2 separate regions of the Sus scrofa genome follow, and region 2 is linked to region 1. Evidence: chromatin contacts called from public HiChIP or PLAC-seq data. All regions are on one chromosome and are shown on one strand. Each heading gives the region's core, a stretch centred on a gene start, on an enhancer-like site or on the middle of the called end of the contact. The rest is flanking DNA. Distances are from core to core; before and after follow the strand shown. Region 1 holds the start of DMTF1 (cyclin-D-binding Myb-like transcription factor 1). Region 2 holds the start of KIAA1324L (UPF0577 protein KIAA1324-like homolog).

Region 1 (5,642 bases), core at 2,295-4,794:
GTAATAATAAAAGGTAACACTTGTGGAGTTCCCGCTGTGGCACAATGCGATCAGTAGTGTCTTGGGAGCACTGAGACACAGGTTTAATCCCTGGCACAGCGGGTTAAGGATCCAGCATTGCCACAGCTGTGGCTTAGGTCACAATTAGGGCTCAGATCTGATCCCTGGCTGGGAACTCCACGTGCCTCGGGTGGCCAAAAAAAAAAAAAAAAAAGTGACATTTGTTTTATTCTAGAGTCGCCCCAGTAATGGCCTTATCTGAAAAAAGGCGATCCCTCCTGTCAAAGAATAGAAATGGTTAGGTTTCTGACCTTCTGGTTTAAGAAGGTTAATTACCTTTGAACTCAGTAAACATTTAAGTATCTGCTAAGCTAACTGAAACTATAAGACAAGGCAGAGGTGGCAAATCATCCTGCCACCTCTGGGAATGTGCCAAGCTCCAGCCTCAGAGGAATATGTTTAAACTCAACATCTGCCAAAGACTGAGCCTACCGCTTACCAGCCCTGTACTCTCGCCATTTTATAAACATTACAGGCCAGTTGCTTTCTACAAATACACTCTTTTCCACACTAGTTGGATAAATGTTGTCCCACCTCCCACCGCCTGCTCTGGTGATTTCCTATCACCTTTCCAGTCCCTACTCACATGTATTCTCAGGAAGACCTGCTCTGAACTCTGTATGTAAAGTTCACTTTCAGAGCACCTTATTTATATCCTTTTTAGAACTTAGTAAATTGGCAATTATTGATGAGTTTAACCAATATATTATCCCTCTTCCTTCTATGCCAGATTATAAAGGGACAGGTATTTGAATCTATGTTCACACAGTCTCCCAATTTAGTAGAGTAACTTAATGCTTTCTATTTTGTTTTGCCCACAAATATTTCAAGGACAGAATGGAAATTTCTATCTTCACTTGCTAAAAGAATATGAAGTCTGACTTCTCCATTCTCCTAACTGGAAGAGGAACCAATTTTTGTTAATGTCCAATTAACAGCGTTCAGTAAAGATCTACTGCAAAAGGCAAGAAAGTGAAGGAGGTATGAAGTGGTGGTAAACAGGCTGAGAAATTAAAAGAAATGTAGGGACACCGAGACATTGACACATAAGGGAGGCGGGAGAGAGGTTGTGAGAAGGAGTACCATCTGAAACAGGAGAGGGCTTGGAAGATTCTGATGTGTGAGCTTAACTAAGAACAACTTGCTCATTCTTCTGTTAGCACAGGAATACCCATCAGCTCTTAGGAATTCTGGAAGACTTTCCAATGTATACCCATCAGCTGTATTGATAGGACTCAGATTGTGTAGAATGAAAAGACTACTCAGTAATTATATTTTTCATTTACTTTGGACAAAAATCCTTGCAAACGTCTCTTTTTCTGAATCATGACATCCAGGACATGACACAATCATGAAACAAGAGAACATGCCTCTAGGTATTTGAAACACTTTTATATTAACATATCAACTTTTTATAAAAGAAAGGTCATTTCATCAATATTCTGTTGCTGATGGGGTTCATGAAAGTGTTATAAAAAACCCGGAGTCCAACAAAGTTAATCATAACTAACAAATGCCTATAAATCCCTTGCCCTACACATGCATAGCCTTCCCTGTCATCAGCATCCCCTACCAGAGTGGTACATTTACTGCAAATGAGGAACCAACAGTGACACATCACTGACAACCAGTCTATAGGTCATATTAGTTTACTGTCCATGTCGTACAGTCTATGGGTTTCAATAAATGTATGCCTTGTATCATCTTTACAGCATTATGCAAAATTGTTTCTTGCTGTCTTTAAAAATCCTCTATGCTCCACCTATTTCTCTTCCTCTGGCCTCAGACTCTGGCAACTACTGTTTTTTAATTTTGTTTTGTTGTTGTTGTTGTTTTTGTTTTTTCTTACTCTCTCCATAGTTTTGCCCTTTCCAGAATGTCAGTTGAAATAATTCAGAATGTACCTTTTCTGATTAAGTCCTTTCTCTTAGTTGTATGCATTTAAGGGTCCTCCCTGTCTTTTCATGGCTCAATGACGGCTCACTTCTTTTTACCACTGAATATTACATTGTATGGATGTATCACAGTTTATCCATTTAGTAATAGATACACACCTTGGTTGCTTCTAAGTTTTAGCAATTATAATGAAGTTTCTATAAATATGTGTGCAGGTTTTTACATGGAAGTAAGGTTTCAACTATTTGGGGCGAATATCAAGGAGCAATTAATGGATCATATGGCAAGAATATGCTTGCTTCTAGAAGAAACCAGCAAACTGTCTTCCAAAGTGTCCATGCCATTGTGCAGTCCCTTTATCAACGAATGAGAGTTCCTATTGTTCCACAGCCTCATCTGCACTTGGTGCAGTGAGTGTTGTGAATTTTGGCTATTCTAAATGGTGTGCGATGTTATCTCATTTTACATTCCTTTTTGTGAAATGCAACATTTATCAGTGAGAAAATTACCCCGAAGAACAGGTAATATGTACTACTGGTGAAAACTATATACATTCGGCTTAAAATCTAAACAAATATTGTGCCGTTTGCTTGTCTTCCCCTTTCTTCGATGAATTAATGTCACTTCCACAAAGTCAGCTACATTTTGAATTCGAAAGAAATCAAGGTTGCATAACACAATTTTTTTAAAAAAGCCAAAACAGAGGAAATCACTAGGCATTATTAACATCCAAGATGTGCATATTCCCATGTTGCCTTCTTTTGACCTTTACGACTGATGCTGAATTCATTCCCATTGCGACAATGTATTGTGAGCCTACACACAGTTGTAGGATGCAAGAACATGTGTCAACTGTAATTTTTAAACTCCTGACATCCCAGTAGCGAAAGAGAAGCAGCGTAAAATAAACCACGTTTAAAAACAAGTAAACTGAGGTCAGAATCATAAAGAGTTGTAACAGGGTTCTGACCACTAAACCTTCCGAACTCTTTCAAAACAAAAATCTTTGCAGGGGTTCTCCGGAGGCTTAAAAACTCCCTAGGGGTGGGGCCGAGTATCGGTTTTGCCTGGAAAGCTCTCCAGGTAACTGAAGCGCAGCCAGAGCAAAAAAGCAGTGCTTTACAAGGCCTGCCGTGCGCTACAAAATAGCATCTTCCTAAGCTCAGAGAAGATACATTTCACCCAGAATTGCATCACATGACCAATAGGTAACACGTCTACGCGCCTACAGCAAGGCTGACCAAGTGAGAAAACCCAGACACACAATTCTTAGCTTCTATCTGCACTCAGACCCGGCTCGAAAGACGTTCCACACCGCGGCTCCCTCAGCCAAGAGCCCCAAGGTAATAAAGAAAATCAGCTGGCGGGACCCAACCGGCCCTGAGCTAGGACGACCACAGTTGCGCCCAAAAAGGCTCTCCTTCATAGTATTAGCAACGGCATGATCAGTACCGAGATTTCCTAAGAGAAGAGGAAAACAGCAGACCATAAACAAATCCCATTCAGACGGGGACTGAAGCTCCAATGACCAGGAATCTTTTTCGCGCTCCAACTTGGCCGGAAGTGACGTAAGCGTCAGGCGCGCAGAGCCGCCCCTAGAGAGAGGAGGCCGGGCGGGGGAGCGTGCGGGGGCTGGGGGAGTGGCGCGGCCGTAGCTCCGTTTCCGGTGGCTCGTAGCGCTCGCTCACTCCAGCTGCAGCCACTCTTGCCCGTGGCTGCTTCCTCCATCCTGGTATTTTTTGGAGCCTCCATCCTGGTTCTTCCAAAGTGCCCGGACCCAAAACAGGAAGTAAGTGCGATGGAACCTTCAGGTCCCAACCGCCGCTAGGGCCGCTCCGCCCAGTGGAGCCTGTCCGGCCCCCTTGCTTCCCGCCTGCTCCCGCCGGCCGGCGCCAGCTGCCGGCGTCGGGGCACCGCGGGCGGGGTCGGAGATGGGCCTTCGTGACGCTGAAGCTGCCGTCCCGCACGCTCAGGCCAGGGCCTCCCTCTCGGGGCCGGGCCTGCGGCGGTGGCGTGGGCTACAGAGCAGGGTAGCGAGCGGCCGCCGAGCCACAGCTAGCAATCGGCGGGGGCGGAAAATGGCGGCGGCTTCGGAGGAGCTAAATGGCGCCGGGACCCCTGGGGGTGGGGTGGGCCGAGAGCTTAGGCTAGAGACTCGGGCCTGGGATGGCGGAGATTAGGAAGCTCTCCTTGCTTTCTCGAAGGGTTCTTGTTTAATTTTAATATTTTCGTTAGCTTTTCGGTTTAATTATATCACCCAGTGAAGGAGAAGTGGGCTTGGATGGAATGGAGAGAGTTGGGGCGGGTCTCGCCCTACTCCACCCGGTTTTTTTCCCTTTTACCTTGTTTGCGTCTTCGACTCTACTCCCATTTTTTTGAGGTTCACTCTCGCTCACTTATTCGTGGCCCAGGCCGAGGGGATCGTTGTTGCCGGACAAACCTTCTCTGTCAGCCTGAGTCTCTTTTTGAAGGGAAAGACGGGCTGGAGTGCTGGGAGACAGACCTAACCCGGCAGAAACCAGGAAAATGCGATTGCAAACTAGGAATTGTATTTTGCCTAGTTCCAAAGAAAATTTTTTTTTGTTTTAATCTTCTTCATCCTTTAAAATAGAGTTTGAGAATCTTTTCAGGGAAACTACAACATAGATTTGAAAATAAAAGTGGCCAAGTGCCGTTCTCTGCAGTTGAATGATACAGCATGTGTTTTTGTAATAAAAACAGTTGGATGTAGATAAGGAGAGGTGATAAATCTCTGAAATATAGGTCAGGACTTTCTTTCCCTGATTGATCAATGTGTGGTTGCTTTTCTCGTAACTTGATTCATCTTCGTGTATCTTCTTTCCGACAGTAGGTGAGGCTTCTCTTTGGGCTATTTAACAAAATGCGTGTTCTGTAGGATTACTGTCTAATATTCAGTATGTTACGCTTAGAACAACACCATTTGGAACTATTTTATCTTTTACTGATTTTTGCCTTTATTTTGAATTCGTGAAAGACAACCGTTTATAGCTTTTAAGCTGTAGTTTAATTCTTCCTTTGTGTTGAAAGTTTTATCAACAGAAAAACTATTTTTCAGTGAAAGATTTTCAGTTTCTTTCGTTACTTCAGATTTTTTTCCTTTGAGCTGATTTTAAATTTATGTTTCAAATAACTTATTATTACTGCATTTATTATTCACTTATTTAGTAATTTACTACCCCTTAAATATTTAGACTATGGTAATAATACACCAAGAACAGCTTTTTGCTCTGATGGTGTAGTGGTAGTAAGATTATGTTTGTTAGGTTGAGATTTAGTAGTTAAGGTTTAGAATAAATTAAGGTTTACATTCCTTAGTGTTGCAGAAATTGTCAGGCTGTAGAGTAAAATCTGGTATGAGAATAAAGATTTTTCCCTTCATTCACAAGGGACAAATACTAGCTTGATCCTTCCTGGGAAAAAAAATTACCTGTTATTTAAGAAAATAAATATATTTCGTGTTTCATGATAATCTTTATATTTTAACTCCCATATACTAGTACTTTTATGTGCCACCAAACAAGCTAATTTTTTTTTTTTTTTTTTACTATTTTAGTTGATAGGCTCACCCCAAAATATGCTTTTTGGGACTGATCTAGAACCTGCATATTCTGCGTGAATCTTTATTTGATTGCATTTGAGCTAGATGGTGGAGCCAAAATGCTATT
Region 2 (5,136 bases), core at 2,434-4,933, 78 kb before region 1:
TACATGATCCACTTAGTTCTGTTCTTTTTATGCATTTTTATCTCATGCACTCTGTCTTCTAATACTTTATTCCAGCTCTGAATCATCTGTTGGCCTTTACCTTTTTTCCCTCTGGCAGCCCTATTAGGTCCTATTATTCAATGAGTCAAAAATTCCATTCAACTCTTGGATAAGCCTATCCTCTGAACTCTGAAGGCTCACAATAGACACTTCCAGAAATATCAGGATCTAGGTCTACTAATCTAGCAATCACCACCTCTCACGTATTTATATAGCTTTTTCCCTTTCACTCATATTCCTTCTCATCCTCACAATAAATATAGGCAGGTCCCTTTTATAACTATCATCTTATAAGTGAAAAATAGATACTAAGAAAGCCAGAGGATATTTACCCTTCATAAACTCCCCCATAAAAAGTCTACAGAAAATTAATTCTATACTTTCTGATTTCCAGTCTTTTTTTTTTTTTAATTTCAACACCATTTCCCAAAGCTACATCCTATTATTGTCCTTAGACTGCTGGTACAAAGACTGTACTTTTAATGCTGTCTCCCCTTCCTGTGTGCTTGAGTGTCCACCCTGCTGACTGGATCCTGAACTGAACATTCCAAAGTAATCATTTTTCTCCCCTTTTATGGTCCATAGTCCAATGATTTTGACAAAGGAAGTTGTATTATGAGTTTCACTCCCAAGTCCCAGCCTCAGCAAAGAACATTAAGTGAAACTTTATCTCAGTTGTCTTTCAGAAGAGCTGTTTTTTTTGTTTTGCTTTTTTTCTTCTGAACTCAAGTAATCATAATTAGATCACTCCCATGCCAATTTTCTCTGCTTCTCCTCCTCTTCCTGGTGCAGCTTTTCTCCAAAATCAGACAAGGAAAATGACAGCCTGTGTAACTTAGTTACACTTAACTACTTTATAAAAATGTTGATAAGTGAGGATGAAACTACCGGGGAAAATGAGGCATAGAAGACCTGCAGATTTCCCCTTCAACATTCTCTCCTGTTATCAAGAGTTAGCTTTAGTTTCCAGCCTCAGACCCCCTCACTTTCACAGCTCTCACTGCCCTCCCCACAAAGTGGTAATGAAGAGTAGAAAGAGATAAACATGCAGGAGTGCCCACAAAATAGTTACTTTAACAATGTCTTTGTTCATGGGAGTTTGGCCCATAGCCCTGTCTCAGAGAAAGCCCTCTACATATCCATAAGCATAAGCAGACCCTCCCCCTCAAAGCCTGAAAAATAACCTCCTCTTCTCAATGTTCTCTTGAAAACAATGTCAGAGGAAAACAATGATCAATTCCATAAATTAATTCAGCTAGTTAGACCAGATGCCAAGGAGCAGATACAGCTCCACCCCCACTCGAAAGACCACTTGGCCCCTCTGATGTCCAAAGGAACCTCCAACTCCCAGTCAATCATCCTACAAGTGTTTGTCAGGCACCAGGAAGAATATAAATGGACCTGCGCATCACCATTTCTAAAAACACGACTAGCCACAGGCAGGCCCAGGAGCATTCTCCTAAATATTTTATTTCTATAAATTAAGGCTTGAAACCTCAAGAAATTGAGTCACATGCAATTTCTAAAGTCAGTACAATTAAGTGAACACAGCCTTCCTGAATCAGCCATCATCTCCTTGCCTCTGGTTTCAGTATTTCTGCCCTAGATTTCAGACTCTTACTCCATTCTGTCTGGGTATACATGTGTCGAACATGTGACCATATCAAGGATCAGTCTAGCTGTAACATTACCTCCACTGGCCCTGACTTAGGCCTGTTTCGAGTCTTCATTACTAAGAATTAATTTTACAAGAATCTTAAGACTTTCCACTTCAGGGAAAAAAAAAAAAAAAAAAAAAAAAACCACAGGTTTCGCATATTGGGATTGGAGGCAGGATGCAAGGTTTTAAGTTTATCCTGCTACAAGTGTATCATCCGAAGATGCCCAAGAAGGAGCTTTCTGTGAAAATATGGAATGGACTATTCCCAGGTGACAGGAGAACACAGATTAAACAACTGATTAGACTAATAAACTCTGAAACTAAACACAGCTGTTCGTTGAGATCCTGCCCTGATTTCCCCAGTTACAACACTACTGTGTGCTCACACACGTGCCTTTGATCTGATTTTTTCATTTCAGTTTCTCTTGGGACTGGGATGGTGGGAGAGAAAGGTTGAAATCCATGGAGGATGTCTAGACACAGACATTCTATAAATCAAGCCTGAGTAAAATTCCAAAGTGACACAAAAAAAACAAGGTCTGGTCTTTCTTCCCAGAGGGGCTATTGGCTAACCCACTTTTGCTACAGCAATTAAAATGACCCATCACCCTGATTCCTAGCAATCTTACTAAAAACGGTATCTATTCCTCATATCCTCCTCAATGTAATCACTCAAAGTAGGTCAGAAATGGTGCTTCCTTCCCCACATTGATTTTCATTAAGAGGATACACTTTCTGGAACACTAAAGGGAAAGACAAACATCCTATGCAAGCACCAGATGACACCCCCTATAAATTTTTCGCACAGCCAGTCCAGTTCCCCTAAAAGCAGAAGTAAAATCTCATCCCCCCATAATTTATCATTTTGGCTCTCAATAATAATCTCAAACTTTAAAATACACAGCGGCAATGCTTCAACCAGGTGATGCATATGCACTCTACTCCTTCTACCAAAAGGAGCATATGCACTCAGTCTTTTCTAATTTCCTAGATCACCAACCCACCTCTTCCCTAAGTGCACAGTTTTTTTCTTCCTACTTCACATCCATGTTTTGGCAGAAGGATGCCAAGTGACACCACACACTGGCTTAGCAAGTCCCTGGGGCCTTATCAGCAAGCTGAGTGCAGAGGAGTAGGAAGAAGTGGTCTGTAGATACTGGGGAGTGGAGGGAGGGGGAGGGGGAGTGAAGAAAGGGGGAGGGAGGGACTGGGAAGCCTGGGGGGGGGGGTCTTAGCTGGCTTCTGGAAAAGCTGTGAAGAGATGGGTCTCCAAGGGGCTTCCCCAGTCCCCTCCCCTTTCTGAAAGCTCTCTCAGCCCCAGGTCCCTCAAGCTTGACACTCTAAGAGGATGCCGCAAAGTCCTTCAGAGCCCTCAAAACACTGGAGCGCGAAAAGCATCCCCCCAGCGACAGCAGAGCCTCACACCCTCTCGGCCAGCTTCCCGAGGCGGCAACTTCAGTCCTGGAAACCAATGAAAAGCCCTTTCCTCCAGGGAAGGAAAGAGGCGTCCGCAGAGAGCCATAAACCAGCACAACCCTCACTCCTCTTCTCCCTCTCCCTCCTCCCCCGCAAACTCCAGGTAAAAGACCAGGTGCGACTCACCTCCAAGCAAGGAGGAAGCGGGCGGCCGGAGGAGGAGGAGGGCAGGTCCCCAGCCCAGGCCGCCTGGCAGCCGGCGAGCGCCCAACAGCAGATCCAGGCGGGGCTCCAAGGCTGTAGGAGCCCGCAGTGGGGAGACCCGGCCCGCCGCCCCCGGCCCCTCCCCCGCGCCGGCCCCTGGCCGAGGAGCATCTCTGTCCCGCTGCGGGCGGTCAGCTGGCAGGCTGGAAGGCAGCCTCCCCGGGTGGGGCGCGCTCCGGCTCCCGGGCCGCGAGGGCTGCGCGCTCTGCTGGCCAGTCGCTCGGCCCCTGCCGGTCGGCCAGCTGACAGCTCGCCCGCGCTCGCCGCCCCGGCGGCCGGCGCCGGTGCTCCCGTCACGCCGGAGGGAGGGACCGCAGGGCGCGGGCGCGGCGCGGGGGCGGGACGCGGGGCGGGGACGCGGGAGCCGGGGAGCAGGTGGTGCGGGCGGGGCGGGGCGGGGCGGGGCGGGAAGCGGGCGGCCCAGCCCCGCGGGTCGTGGGGGGTTGCGCGGCCGCTGGGGACGCGAGCCTCAATAGGCGGTGAAGGGCGAGAGAGGCCGGGGTGTCCCCATAGTGTCTCCCACCCCCAGTTCCCTTGGCCCACGGGGAGGGACGCTTCGGGGGGATGGGGGGAGCCAGAGTAAAATCCAGGACATAGGGACATTATTTTCCGGCGGCTCTTTAAAATCTTCTTACTTCGCGCGTCACACAGATGCGCGCCAGGAGCATCCCTTCCTAAGGATCCAAGCTGGCGGGTGTTAGATCGAATTTTGGAGTTATTAGGATTTGCATGAAATGGCGGGGGACGGGGGAAATGAAATAAAAGTGCAGTTTGTGACTTAGTTTTCTCACCGATTAGATGAAAATAATTAAAATACCTAACCCATAAGGTTGTTGTGAGGACTATATACATCAATGCTCAAAATCACTTGAAGAGTGCCTAGCGAGGAGGGAAGCGGTACGTGCTGGAAGTACTAGTAGCCCTAATTATTGCTGCTGGTGGTGTTCCTTCCTGGGGACAACGTGTAACCTTGGGCAAGTAAGCCCTTTTGTTTTGGAGGAAGCGGTTTCTCCATCTGTATAATGACTAGAGTGTAGTTCTTTTCTCTTTCACTTAAAAGTATACTGAACTGGGTGGTGGGCACCAAGTGGTGAGCAAGATGAACACTGTCACTGTCGGGGATCTCAAGGGCCCTTTCATTCGTGCAAAATTCTGTGAATGTGCTAGTTATCCTGTAGTTCAGCAGGAGCACCCAAATTTCCGATAACCGAGCACCTGGAGAAATCTGCTTGGCAGACTCAATATAACTTGAATTTATCTGTGGCACTGTCCTTAATGTGCTTTTTAATAAAGATTTCCACAAGACATGTCAAAGTCCTCCCTTCCTCTCTCTCCCCTCTGTCTCCTGTGTATGTGTTAGTGTGTGTTCTGAGTGTAACAGTAATTCATGTTTAGTGTAAATACTTTGGAAAATACTGAAGACTATTAGAAAAATATAAAAATCACTAGGGATCCTACCACCAAGAGACATTATTAATGGTATTAGCATCTTGAGGACTTTCCTTCCTGGTACTTAATTGTGTGTGTACTGCAAATCTGGAATTATAATTTGTAACCTGCTTTTATTTTTTCCTTAACATGAATATTTTTCAAGCCATGAAAGTCTGACAGCACAGCTTAAGTAATGTATTCTACTGTTTGGATATATGTAACTTACTATTGGATATCAGGCACTGTTTCTCAAGTATTCAATATTATTAATAATTCAGAATGAATGCCCTAGTACATAATCTGCG

What was found. HiChIP or PLAC-seq counts read pairs in DNA pulled down with a chosen protein or histone mark.
Region 2: a contact with region 1 is called in an H3K27ac HiChIP or PLAC-seq map of skeletal muscle. The contact joins the promoter of KIAA1324L here to the promoter of DMTF1 in region 1. A contact is called at or near these places in 4 of 47 Hi-C or Micro-C datasets (brain, embryonic fibroblasts, epiblast stem cells and 1 more) and 1 of 2 datasets of contacts at active chromatin or transcription factors (skeletal muscle).

What each region holds. Positions count from the first base shown.
Region 1 is chr9:93,461,031-93,466,672 of Sscrofa11.1, reverse strand. DMTF1 (cyclin-D-binding Myb-like transcription factor 1) reads left to right here and starts at 3,544. Exons shown (of 17, transcript XM_021063471.1): 1 at 3,544-3,745. LOC102166910 (a long non-coding RNA gene) reads right to left here and starts at 3,525. Exons shown (of 3, transcript XR_001304172.2): 1 at 3,409-3,525.
Region 2 is chr9:93,539,393-93,544,528 of Sscrofa11.1, reverse strand. KIAA1324L (UPF0577 protein KIAA1324-like homolog) reads right to left here and starts at 3,683. Exons shown (of 22, transcript XM_003130217.5): 1 at 3,323-3,683. The coding sequence starts at 3,511.